2 separate regions of the Sus scrofa genome follow, and region 1 is linked to region 2. The links are chromatin contacts, called in public HiChIP or PLAC-seq maps. All regions are on one chromosome and are shown on one strand. Each heading gives the region's core, a stretch centred on a gene start, on an enhancer-like site or on the middle of the called end of the contact. The rest is flanking DNA. Distances are from core to core; before and after follow the strand shown. Region 1 overlaps ZFAND6 (AN1-type zinc finger protein 6). Region 2 has its middle 21 kb from the start of ZFAND6.

Region 1 (5,354 bases), core at 1,318-3,817, 84 kb before region 2:
AAAAGGGATATAATATATGCAGTATGGCTAGTCTTTAAATAAAACCAGTCCTGCACACTCAAATTCGAATTTTATGGTATGACAGAATTGTGAGAAATTTGATGTAAACTCCCTTTACATTTTTTTATAACTTCAAAAACATACTCTGTAATTTCATAATAATGAATGAAAAATGAAGCCAAGAATAACACTAGACTGACAAGATGGAACAAGATGAAAATTACTATGTCACAGCCTTCTAATCATGAAACCTAAGTTGCTGAGATTTTAAGACAGTACTTGATACTAAATATACACAGAGTTTGAAATGCCTTATTTGTTCATGTTTGTATTCTTTAAAAAAACACATTTGTCAAGGCTTAAGCCAGTCTTTTTTTTTTATATGAATGGTTTTGTTGATTATAAAAATAACACGCATTTATTTTAGAAAATCTGAAAAAAAAATAGGTCATAAAAGAGATTAGATGAAGATGAGCTAAACTACTCTCAAAATACTTAGGGAAAAATATATACATATTTCTTTTTTTTATTACTCAATGAATTTTATTACATTTATAGTTGTACAATGATCACCAGGCATGGGCCAATCTTAAACATCACTGATATCAGACTGTAATTTCCTTTCCTCTTTATCTCCAATCTACTCCTTAAACAGAGAAATTTTCTTAAAACATAATTTTATTCAAAATCTTATCACTTTTCTCAGCTCTTATGACCATTTTTTATACAAAGTATTCAGCACAATGCCTGGCACAGAGTAAACAATAAATGGTAGCTATTTATAAATGCAACAGTTCTCCACCAATTGGCCACAGTACACATCATTAGCCTTATCGCTCTGTCTGTCTGATGGTGGTATCCAACACCCATCTTCACATATTTTGTGCTCTATCTCCCATTTAATGATCCCTAAACATGCCCTATTCTTTCCTTTCTCTGAGCATGTGTTCAAGCTGTTTTTTTTTTTTCTGTCTGAAATGTCCCTATTTCCATCAGTTATGTCCTTCCTCATCTTTTAAGACCCAGCTGAAACATTCTACCTTCATGGTATTTTCTTTGATGAGTCTCTCTGCTCTTCTTCTTCCACATAATTATGCCCATCCTTGAATTCCCAAAGCAATGTGACTCACTTAAATGTACGTTCTTTGCCCAAGCAGTATTGCCAACATTTTTTTCCTCCCTCTCTTAACAATATTATCTAACAGCTCTGTTGTGGTGGTCAACATGTATAGATTACTGCTGTCAGCACAGGGCTATCACCACACATATATGACCTCTCTGAACCCTCCGAACCTATGACTAACTATTTTACATAGAGAAAGTACTTTGCAGCTCACCAAGTACTTAAATATTCTCTCTCACAAGATTTCAGCTCTCACAAGTCAGGAGCCACACCTCTGCCCTTTTATAGCATGACACGCTGACCTTACTTGTCTAGTACTCTCAAACTTGTCTGAAATGAGTTTTTAAAAGAAAAACTATTTGTCTCACTTCTAGGGATACGATTAAAGCTACTTTCATTTAAGAAAATTCAGAAGGTGAAGTATATCCAGTATTAACTCTCATGGGAACAGAAACAATCTTAATTGAAGCCAGGAATAGTATGTCATGCCTCATCTTAAATAAAATCTTAACTTTAAACCATGTGATTTAAGCCCTTACCAGTAAGTCCCACTTTCTTCCTGCACATGAAACAGCGATTCTTTTTTTGTTTTGGTTTTTCAAGAGACTTGCTTTGCTCTTCAGATGGCTGCTGTGCCGTATCTGATACTGAAGCTGACAAAAATAGGAAGATGGTAATATTTAATTATTCAATGAGGTTTTGATATTTGGATAGTTGTTACTCACTGCCCCCATCTGTTTATTCAGAAGGTAACTGAGTAATTTATTTATTTACTAGCATGGAAAGATAATCACATTATTTATTTACTAGCCTGGAAAGATAAGTTACAAAGTAGTTTATACAATGTTACCCCTTTTTGTTAAATGTATATATGTATGTTATGTACACATGTATACACACATACAGAAATTCTAGAATTATATTAACATGTTTTAATAGTGTCTCTAGAAAGTGCTACATTTTCTAATAATTATGTACTTGACCAATAAAAAAACATACAACACAAATACTACTTTGGTGTTCTAACGAAGTATGTAAGAAAATGGTTACATGCAAACTTCTAAATATTGTTGAGCTCAGAATGATGTAGATTTCAAAGAGAACAAGGGAAAAGAGGCTGAAATCAAGATTCAGTGGAATACTAAGTATGTTCAAAATTCTCAGAATGTTTATAAAACCTTTTAAAATGTTAGGAATAAGATAATAAATTGATTTAGGTAGTGAAACCAAGGACAGCTGTACTAAGATTCAGGTCAGATTACTGCCCTTAAATCCTAACTAATGTGACCCCTATCCCTCCCAATCCCCCCACCCCCTCACCCCTTTCACAACTACCCCTGGCTCTCCAAAATGCTGTTACTAGAGTTAGAATCTATAATGGGACCTAGGGGACATGGCACCTTGTTCTAAAATAGTGACTTGCTGGGGATCAAGTTCTTAACCTTTCCAATTTTATCACCAACTAGTCCTTCTTTAGGAATCTCCTACTCAATCAGCCTCTGGGACTATGCCGGGGACCACACTGTTCATACTGTTTACAACCAATTCAAAAGGGCTTTCTTCCTCTCATTTTCTCTAGGTCAAGTACCCTTTCTCGCAGGAAATCCTATCTCAATTCTCCTGCAGCTTTTCACTCTGATTACCCACAGTGAATTATACATATAATTAAATATTACATATTTAAAATCCCTTTACATAGTCTCTACCAAATACTGGGCACTTCATACGAGCCCCTTCTTTAATCCATGCTTCACATACTGCATCCGAATCATCCGCCTCACATGAAAATCTGTAAGATGTGCCCTCCAATGTTTAAAATTCTTTGACAACTCATCAGCCCCAGGAAAAATAAAAGGATTTTTCTCATCCTCTAGCCTCGTCTTTCATTTCTTCAATGACATTCCATGCTACCTTACAGTCATACTGAAGTATCTGCAGTTTCCCTGACTATACCAAATTCTCTCACCCCTGGGCTCTTGTAAAAGTTGAACTTTCTATGTGGTATACGTTTGCTATGCCCTTCTTGTCCTTCCTCCCTACCTAGCTAATTCCAAAATGTCTTTTTCGTTTAAGCTTCTATTATCAACTCTTACTCTATTCTGTCCTCAACAACTTAGAATATAGGAAACCCTACTATGCCCCAACAACACTTTCCACACTATTATAAATCCCCGTTTGACTTAACCTGGTCTCAATAGTGAGTTCTTTGAGGGCAGGAATCTGTCCTTTTCATCTCTGTTAGTAATACAGACCCCAGTGCCTCCTACCACATAGCAGGCACTCAATAAACTGCTGAACTGAACTAGTGTTGAGTTACTTACCTGTTGTATTTATATGTCCCATTTCCCCAACTACACTGTGAGTCTGCTGAGGAGAGGGATAGCATCTTACCCCCTGTTTGAACTTCAGCACCTATCACAGTGAACTATAGTAGTAGATGATCATATTTGATATAATGGATTCTAACTTGTTTATGTTAACACTATCTCATATTTTAACAATATATGACAAAAGGCAAAACACCACAAACCAACAAGTAAATATGCATGAATGAAGAACTCTGTAGTATGATTACTCCACCCAGACATTTTGAAGCTCGATGGGGGACAGTTCTACCAAAATATAAATTTTATTTTTATAACAGAACATAGATACATAAAGCTTTTTTTTTCTTTTTATGGCCACACCTACAGCATATGGAAGTTCCCAGGCTAGGGCTGAATTGGAGCTGCAGCTGCCGGCCTACACCACAACCATGATAACACCAGATCTGAGCTACATGTGAGACCTACGCTGCAGCTTGCAGCAACACCGTGTTCTTAACCGACTGGGCGAGGCCAGGGATTGAACCTGCATCTTCATGGACACTAGTCAGGTTCTTAATCTGCTGAACCACAGTGGGACCTCCTAAAAATTTTGGTTATTATTAATTTTGTAGCTGCACCCATGGCATGTGGGAATTCTTGGGCCAGGGATAGAACACGTGCCACAGTGGAACCCAAGCTGCTGCAGTAACAACACTGGATCCTTGACTTGCTAAGCCATAAGAGAACTCCAAACTTTTTATTTTTTAATAAATAAATATCCTTAGAATATATGCTCCATGAGAGCAAGCCTGTCTTATTTACTGTTTTATGCCCAGCCCCTAGAACACTATCAGATAAGGTTTGGCTGTGTGTAAAGAGGTCAAAAATAGTTAATTTGCAATCAGAAAAGAATATATTTATTATTTTTGAAGTCAAGGATCAGTTGGCAATCTAAAGCCATAAACTAGAGTTCAAACTTGAGACTGACCAATGTACACTACATCCCCATCAGATTAAGGGAACCTCAGTTTACCTAAAACTAGTGGCTGGTAGCTTGAATTAAAATATTTTCTAAAGGAATTCAGAAGATATACTAATGCTGCAAAAGTCGGTGATTCTCAGAAATTATTCCTATTTCCCCAATTTTTATGTGAGATTTAAGATCAAAGCATACCTTATCAAACTCTAAGTTGTGCAAGAGGAAACAATTCAATCTTTTATTTATTTATTTATTTTTTTGTCTTTTTGTTGTTGTTGTTGTTGTTATTGTTGCTATTTCTTGGGCCGCTCCCGCGGCATATGGAGGTTCCCAGGCTAGGGGTCGAATTGGAGCTGCAGCCACCGGCCTACGCCAGAGCCACAGCAACGCAGGATCCGAGCCGCGTCTGCGACCTACACCACAGCTCACGGCAACGCCGGATCGTTAACCCACTGAGCAAGAGCAGGGACCGAACCCGCAACCTCATGGTTCCTAGTCGGATTCGTTAACCACTGCGCCACGACGGGAACTCCCCAATTCAATCTTTTAAAAGGGCCATGCAATAGAAACCGGCTAAGGGCCAAAGGGATCATACTCTTACTGAACCTAAAGCCAAAATAAGGACAGTTTCCTCAGAACTAGCCTACTGGCCACTACTTTCTAAAGATACTTCAAACATCACTGGGCAGGTAAAATTAGTTTAACTACCCACTTTGAGGACCACATTCAAGAGGAACAAGGCCCTCTTGCTCTGGATCCTGGGGGAAAAATAGAAAGAAAAAGAAAAAGGAAAAGGTACACAAATATTAACAATGAGTACATAAAGCTACCTAGTACTACCTCTGTTTGGGGGCATATTCAAATGTAAGGTGAAAAATAAAATTTAACATGCGATGACATTAATAGGTACCCCTCGAACATCATCTTACAGTAGATACGTTATCTA
Region 2 (5,085 bases), core at 1,327-3,826:
ATGTTAAAAATAGAGACAAGGGAGTTCCCGTCGTGGCTCAGTGGTTAACGAATCCGACTAGGAACCATGAGTTTGTGGATTTGATCCCTGGCCTTGCTCAGTGGGTTAAGGATCTGGCGTTGCTGTGAGCTGTGGTTTAGGTCGCAGATGCAGCTTGGATCCCGCGTTACTATGGCTCTCAAACACTAGTATGTGTCAGACTCACCTGGAGGGCTAACCCAGCCCACTGAGGAGAAAGGGCCCTGGCCTTGTGCTTTTGTCATGTTTTCTAAGTGATTCTGATCTAACCAAAGTTTGAGAACCACTGGGTCAACGCCTTGCTACACAAATGGGGCTTGTGGACAGGCAGCATGGGCATCCTCTGAGAGCCGGTCAGAAGTGTATCACCTGAGTCCTCCAGGACCTACTGGATCAGTGTTGCCAATATATTTTTTTTTCCTTTTCTTTTTAGGGCTGCACCTGCAGCATATAGAAGTTCCTGGGCTACAGGTCAAATTGGAGCTGCAGCTGCCAGCTTATGCCACAGCCACAACACCAGATGCGAGTCACATCTGCAACCTACGCCACAGCTTGCAGCAACGCCGGATTCATAATCTACTGAGCAAGCCAGGGATCAAACCTGCATCCTCATGGATACTCAGGTTCTTAACCTACTGAGCCACAGTAGGAACTCCCAGAGCTGGCAATTTAATAAGCTCCTCCAGAGTATTTCTGTGCCTCTTACAGTTTGAGAAGCCCTGGGTTGACTCACAGACTGGGCAGTGTCTGCGCCCCCAGAACAAGGTTCTAGGCCCCAAAACACCACCATAGTTGAGCAGGGCCAGCCACTAGGACAGGGCAGGGTCACCATCTGTACTGCTAGGGACACAGAAGAGCGCAGGCAGACAGAAGGAGCAGGAGGGGAGAGGAAGGGTTCGTCTATTACTCAAGGAAATGGATTCTGGGTCTGGAGCAGCAGAGAGATCTCGGGGAGCAGCACAAGTCTGGACCACAGCCAGAGGTCAATTTCAGTAGGCCCCATGCACTCATCCCATTTGCGGGGCCTCTTACAGGCTGTCGGTGCACTTTGCCCAGCCAACCTGCTCAGACCAGCAGCTGCCTGAATCCCAAGCCCTCAAATTTTGCTCTGTCTCAGCCCCAGACTCAGCCTGTAAATTCGAAGGTAAAATCCAGATTCTCTCTTCTGCAGGTCCTGGTCATCCAGTCTGGACTCACTGGTAGTTGCTCCAAGAAACTTGATGACCCTGCTCCTGCCCGTGGGCCCCACCACCAGGGGACTCGGGTGAGGAGTGTATTTGGAAAGGCCCAGTTGGTCCTGATGGGCAGCCTCCTGTCCAGAACTGCCTCTGTCCAGGTTCCTCCCTTACTCCTTCGGGCCTCTGGAGTAAGATCTCCACTGCTGCTGAGGCAGCTCAGTGCTTTCTCCCCGTGGTTCTATATCCCACCCATAACTTCATAAATAGTCCCCTTGTCCATAAGTCTTCCTCACATTATCTGAATTTGAGCCAGCCACGTCTTGGGCCCCTGATTAATACAACTAGGGCAGGGCACTTCCTTTGGGAGAGCTCTTACCCCAGACACAGTGGAGCCCACTCAGCTCATCTAGGAGTCAGTACTGGAATATGGCAGGTACAAGAAAGGGCTGGTTTCCTTGTAAGACAGGACCATGAAGGGAAACTTCCCAACCATGGGCACCGCCCAACCAGACACAGGGAAGGGAGTGAACATCCCATCAAGGCCGATTTAGGCAAAGACTAAAGTCCACCTCTCTGCATCGTGCCCGAGGTTGCTTCCCGCACAGGTGGGAGGCAGGCTCTGTGACCCAGAGGGTTCCTTCCAGCTCTGAGGCTGAGTCTAAAATAACCTCATGCTGCACCCTTCACCGCCTCACAGCTCTCCAGGGACTCAGCTGCTAGGTGGTGGGAAATGTGTTGATTGGGAAGGAGAAGAGGAAGGACTGACGCTTAGCTTCCCCGGGTGCCTCGTTTTCACCTCATCAGCTGCCTGACTGTAACTGACCCTGAAGGTACAGCTGGGTGGGGTGGGACAGAACCTGCAGGAGCTGCCAGCTCAGAGGTTCAGAAAAGTCAACATATAGATTTCCCAGAGGAAGTGTAGGGTAAAACCTAGGCTCCTCGTCCAGGCAGCTGCCAGACTTCAGACTGTGGGCGACTGGGCAGCCAACACACTGGAGATGGGCCCAGGAGGCGGACACCCTGGCGCTGGGCCATGGGAAGCTGGCAGGAACAAGGCTAGACCACATCAGGGTGGCCGGGGGGCATAGTGCTGTCAGAGACCTGCCAAGGGGCCTGACTAAAGAGTCCCTGGAGAGTGGGGGGTGGAAGGGCGAGGTTCCAGGCAGCGTGGGGGCCCCAGGGTGAGGGCCCCAGGGTGGGCTCTGGGGTCTGGAGGTCCTGTGTCCAAAGGGCAGCGCAGGAGACTTGAGCAGGGAGGCATGTGGCCTTGGTCAAGGGCTTCCTCTAAGCCCCGCCAAGCCAGAGAGACACAGGCTAGTCCTAACTCTTTCGTTATTGGCCCTCGCTCCACGGAGTACACTCGACTCAAAGCTGCCCTTCCTGCCTCTGTCAGGACTGACTCAGCAGGCGAGGTGTGGCTGAGTCAGCAGGCAGCAGGTTTGAACAGCCTGGAGCCTGCGAGCCGGGGCTGGCAGGGCGCCAGGTCAGAGCGGCAGGTGCTGACACCAAGATCCTTCCGCGCAGCAGTTAGCGCCTCTCCCACTGTGAGCCTCAGAACAGCTGCTCTGGGCCGTGTGCAGACCAACAAGTGCAGCAAAGGGTACGGGCTGTAGGGTGATGCTCAACTGTCCTGGTTTCCCCAGGATCGAAGGGCTTCCTGGATCAGTGCTAAAACGGAACCAGCCCTGGGCAAACTCGGACTCTTTACTAGAGCGATGAGGCGCAAGGATTGAGGTCCTTGGGCAGCCGAGAGTGAGGGGTGGCTACAGACAAAGTGAGTAATTGCTGACCTCAGCCGAGTCCCCGAGCTTGAGCCCTGGAAGCCTGAATGCTGCAGGCTTGGTGTTTGTTCTCAGATGCTCTGAAGGATCAGGTAGCTTAGGTGTGCGGGAAACAATTAGTAGCATCTCTGACCCAAATTCCTCCAATTCTGATGCCTTCGTCACTCTTATACATGAGGAAATGAAGTCAGAAAAAAACAAACAAACATTATTTTGGTCAGGGTCTCTGCTCCCAGGGTTCCCTGGGTACTTTCGTCTCTTATCACTCTGGACTGTGCATGTTTATCCTTTGACTGTCTTTCCCGCCAGATTCTCTTCCAGAATCTCGAGTCCGATGACTGAGTAGGTAGCACATGATAGGGACTCAGCAAATGTTTAATCAGTAAATGCACCAAGATGCAATTTAGCTGTTGCTGAAACTAGAAGCCAAAACGGCAGAACGACATGGTGAAGCTGATCGTTTTGAAAGACGGTAAGTCAAAACGAGAGGACTGGAATAGACACTGTAGGAAGTCTAGTTTTAAGCAGGCAAGCAGGAAGCATTTGGACAACAACCCTACAGTCATCCATGGGGCCTTCTGTTGCTAGATTTCTGGGCAAAGGTTCTGTTTGTTTCGGGGCCACCCCCACAGCTGGTCTGACTGCCAGGTCTTCTACTGGCCTTTCATTCCTCCAACGCACACCTACTGGATCCTACTAAGAGGTCACTGGGCTTTGGCAGGAGGCAGAGGTTAGTAGAAAAGGGAGCCCCACCCCCGGGGGGGGGTGCATTTGTCCCAGAAGAACTCAGCCCAGAAGCATACAGACACACATGCAAACACACAGAGCTATAAAGCAGTAGGGAAGCAGTGGAGTGTCAGGTGTATGTGCTTCCTTTTGAAGGGCATGGCACGACCTGGCAGGTGTAAGCCAGAACCTTTAAAACAGCCAAAAGGAAGCCCTTCCTGGTGATGAGGGCTCACTCTGTGACTTCTGGTGCCTCTTGCACCTGCATTCTTGCTCACCTGTGCTGGTTCTGGGCTTGTCTCCAGATGTGACTCTTAAATGCCACTGGCGTATGTATGCCCCACTTGGCTTTCAGCCTCTTCCGTGCCAACTGAGGCTGGCAGTTGACTCATGTTTTACTCACAACCAACTCCACCCTCTCCTGCCCCCACTGACTTTGATGCTTGGTGTTTGCCTCCTGTGCTTACCAACTCATTAAGTGTTTATATGCAGTGCTTCCTCTGTGCAGGCTGTGGACTGGGTTCTGGGCTGTACAGGTAAACAAGACAAGTTCCTGTGGAGCTTGTTACTGGGGAGGAGGAAGACAATCACCAGTCAACTATATACAGTGTGCTAAGTGCTAAGATGGGTGTAAACACCTGTGGCCATCGGGTGTAGTAGGGCTTGGAGGTGGGCAAACCTGGAGTAGGGAGACTGGCGAGGAGGCTGCTGTTCTCTTTATTGGTTATTCGCTGTGCCATGAATTACAGCTTCATATCTTGTCCTTCTGCCCCATTTTACCCACCCCTTTGCTTATTCAGTCATTCATTGGCTCATTTGAAAACTGTCGAAACCCTTTTATGTGCCAGGTACTCTGCTAGGTCTTGGGAACATGAGGATTAAAAAAGACTGGTTCCTGTGCCACATTGAACTCGTAGGTTCCCAAATATGTCTTGCTCCTCCCTGCCTCAGACCCTTCACACTCATCGTTCCCTCTGTTTGGAAGATCTTGGTCCCACTCCCCTCAGCCTCCACCATTGCCAGTTTATCTCCTCCATCCTTTAGACCTCAGCTTGAAGGTCATCTCCCTGGAGAAGACTTCCTTGGTGCCTTGACCAGTTTAAGGCCCTATTGTGATGCCTCATAACAGCTTGTCATTTTCTTTCATAGAACCTATAATCATCTATTTATTAGTGGGAATACTTCATTAGGGTTGGTTCTCTCAATCACCTCTGTCAGAGACTTACTTATTAGAGTATTTACAGTATCTAGCACAGGATAATAGATTTAATAAATACAAACTGAATGGATAGATGAATGGGTGATTGGGTGGGCAGAAGATGGATGGATGGATGGGTGGGTGGATTGATGGAGGAATGGATGGATGGAGGAATGGTTGGATG

What was found. HiChIP or PLAC-seq counts read pairs in DNA pulled down with a chosen protein or histone mark.
Region 1: a contact with region 2 is called in an H3K27ac HiChIP or PLAC-seq map of skeletal muscle. The contact joins two enhancer-like sites. A contact is called at or near these places in 2 of 2 datasets of contacts at active chromatin or transcription factors (alveolar macrophages and skeletal muscle).

The regions. Positions count from the first base shown.
Region 1 is chr7:49,027,719-49,033,072 of Sscrofa11.1, reverse strand. ZFAND6 (AN1-type zinc finger protein 6) reads right to left here. Exons shown (of 6, transcript XM_021098857.1): 5 at 1,663-1,776. Among named protein-coding and RNA genes, the nearest start is that of FAH, 17 kb to the left of the region's middle. Within about 2 kb of position 2,567, at least 1 of the 83 cell types and tissues checked has an H3K27ac peak or open chromatin away from gene starts, as enhancers often do. A contact at or near this core is called in skeletal muscle, where this site is marked.
Region 2 is chr7:48,944,327-48,949,411 of Sscrofa11.1, reverse strand. No RefSeq gene overlaps it. Among named protein-coding and RNA genes, the nearest start is that of ZFAND6, 21 kb to the left of the region's middle. Within about 2 kb of position 2,576, at least 61 of the 83 cell types and tissues checked have an H3K27ac peak or open chromatin away from gene starts, as enhancers often do. A contact at or near this core is called in skeletal muscle, where this site is marked.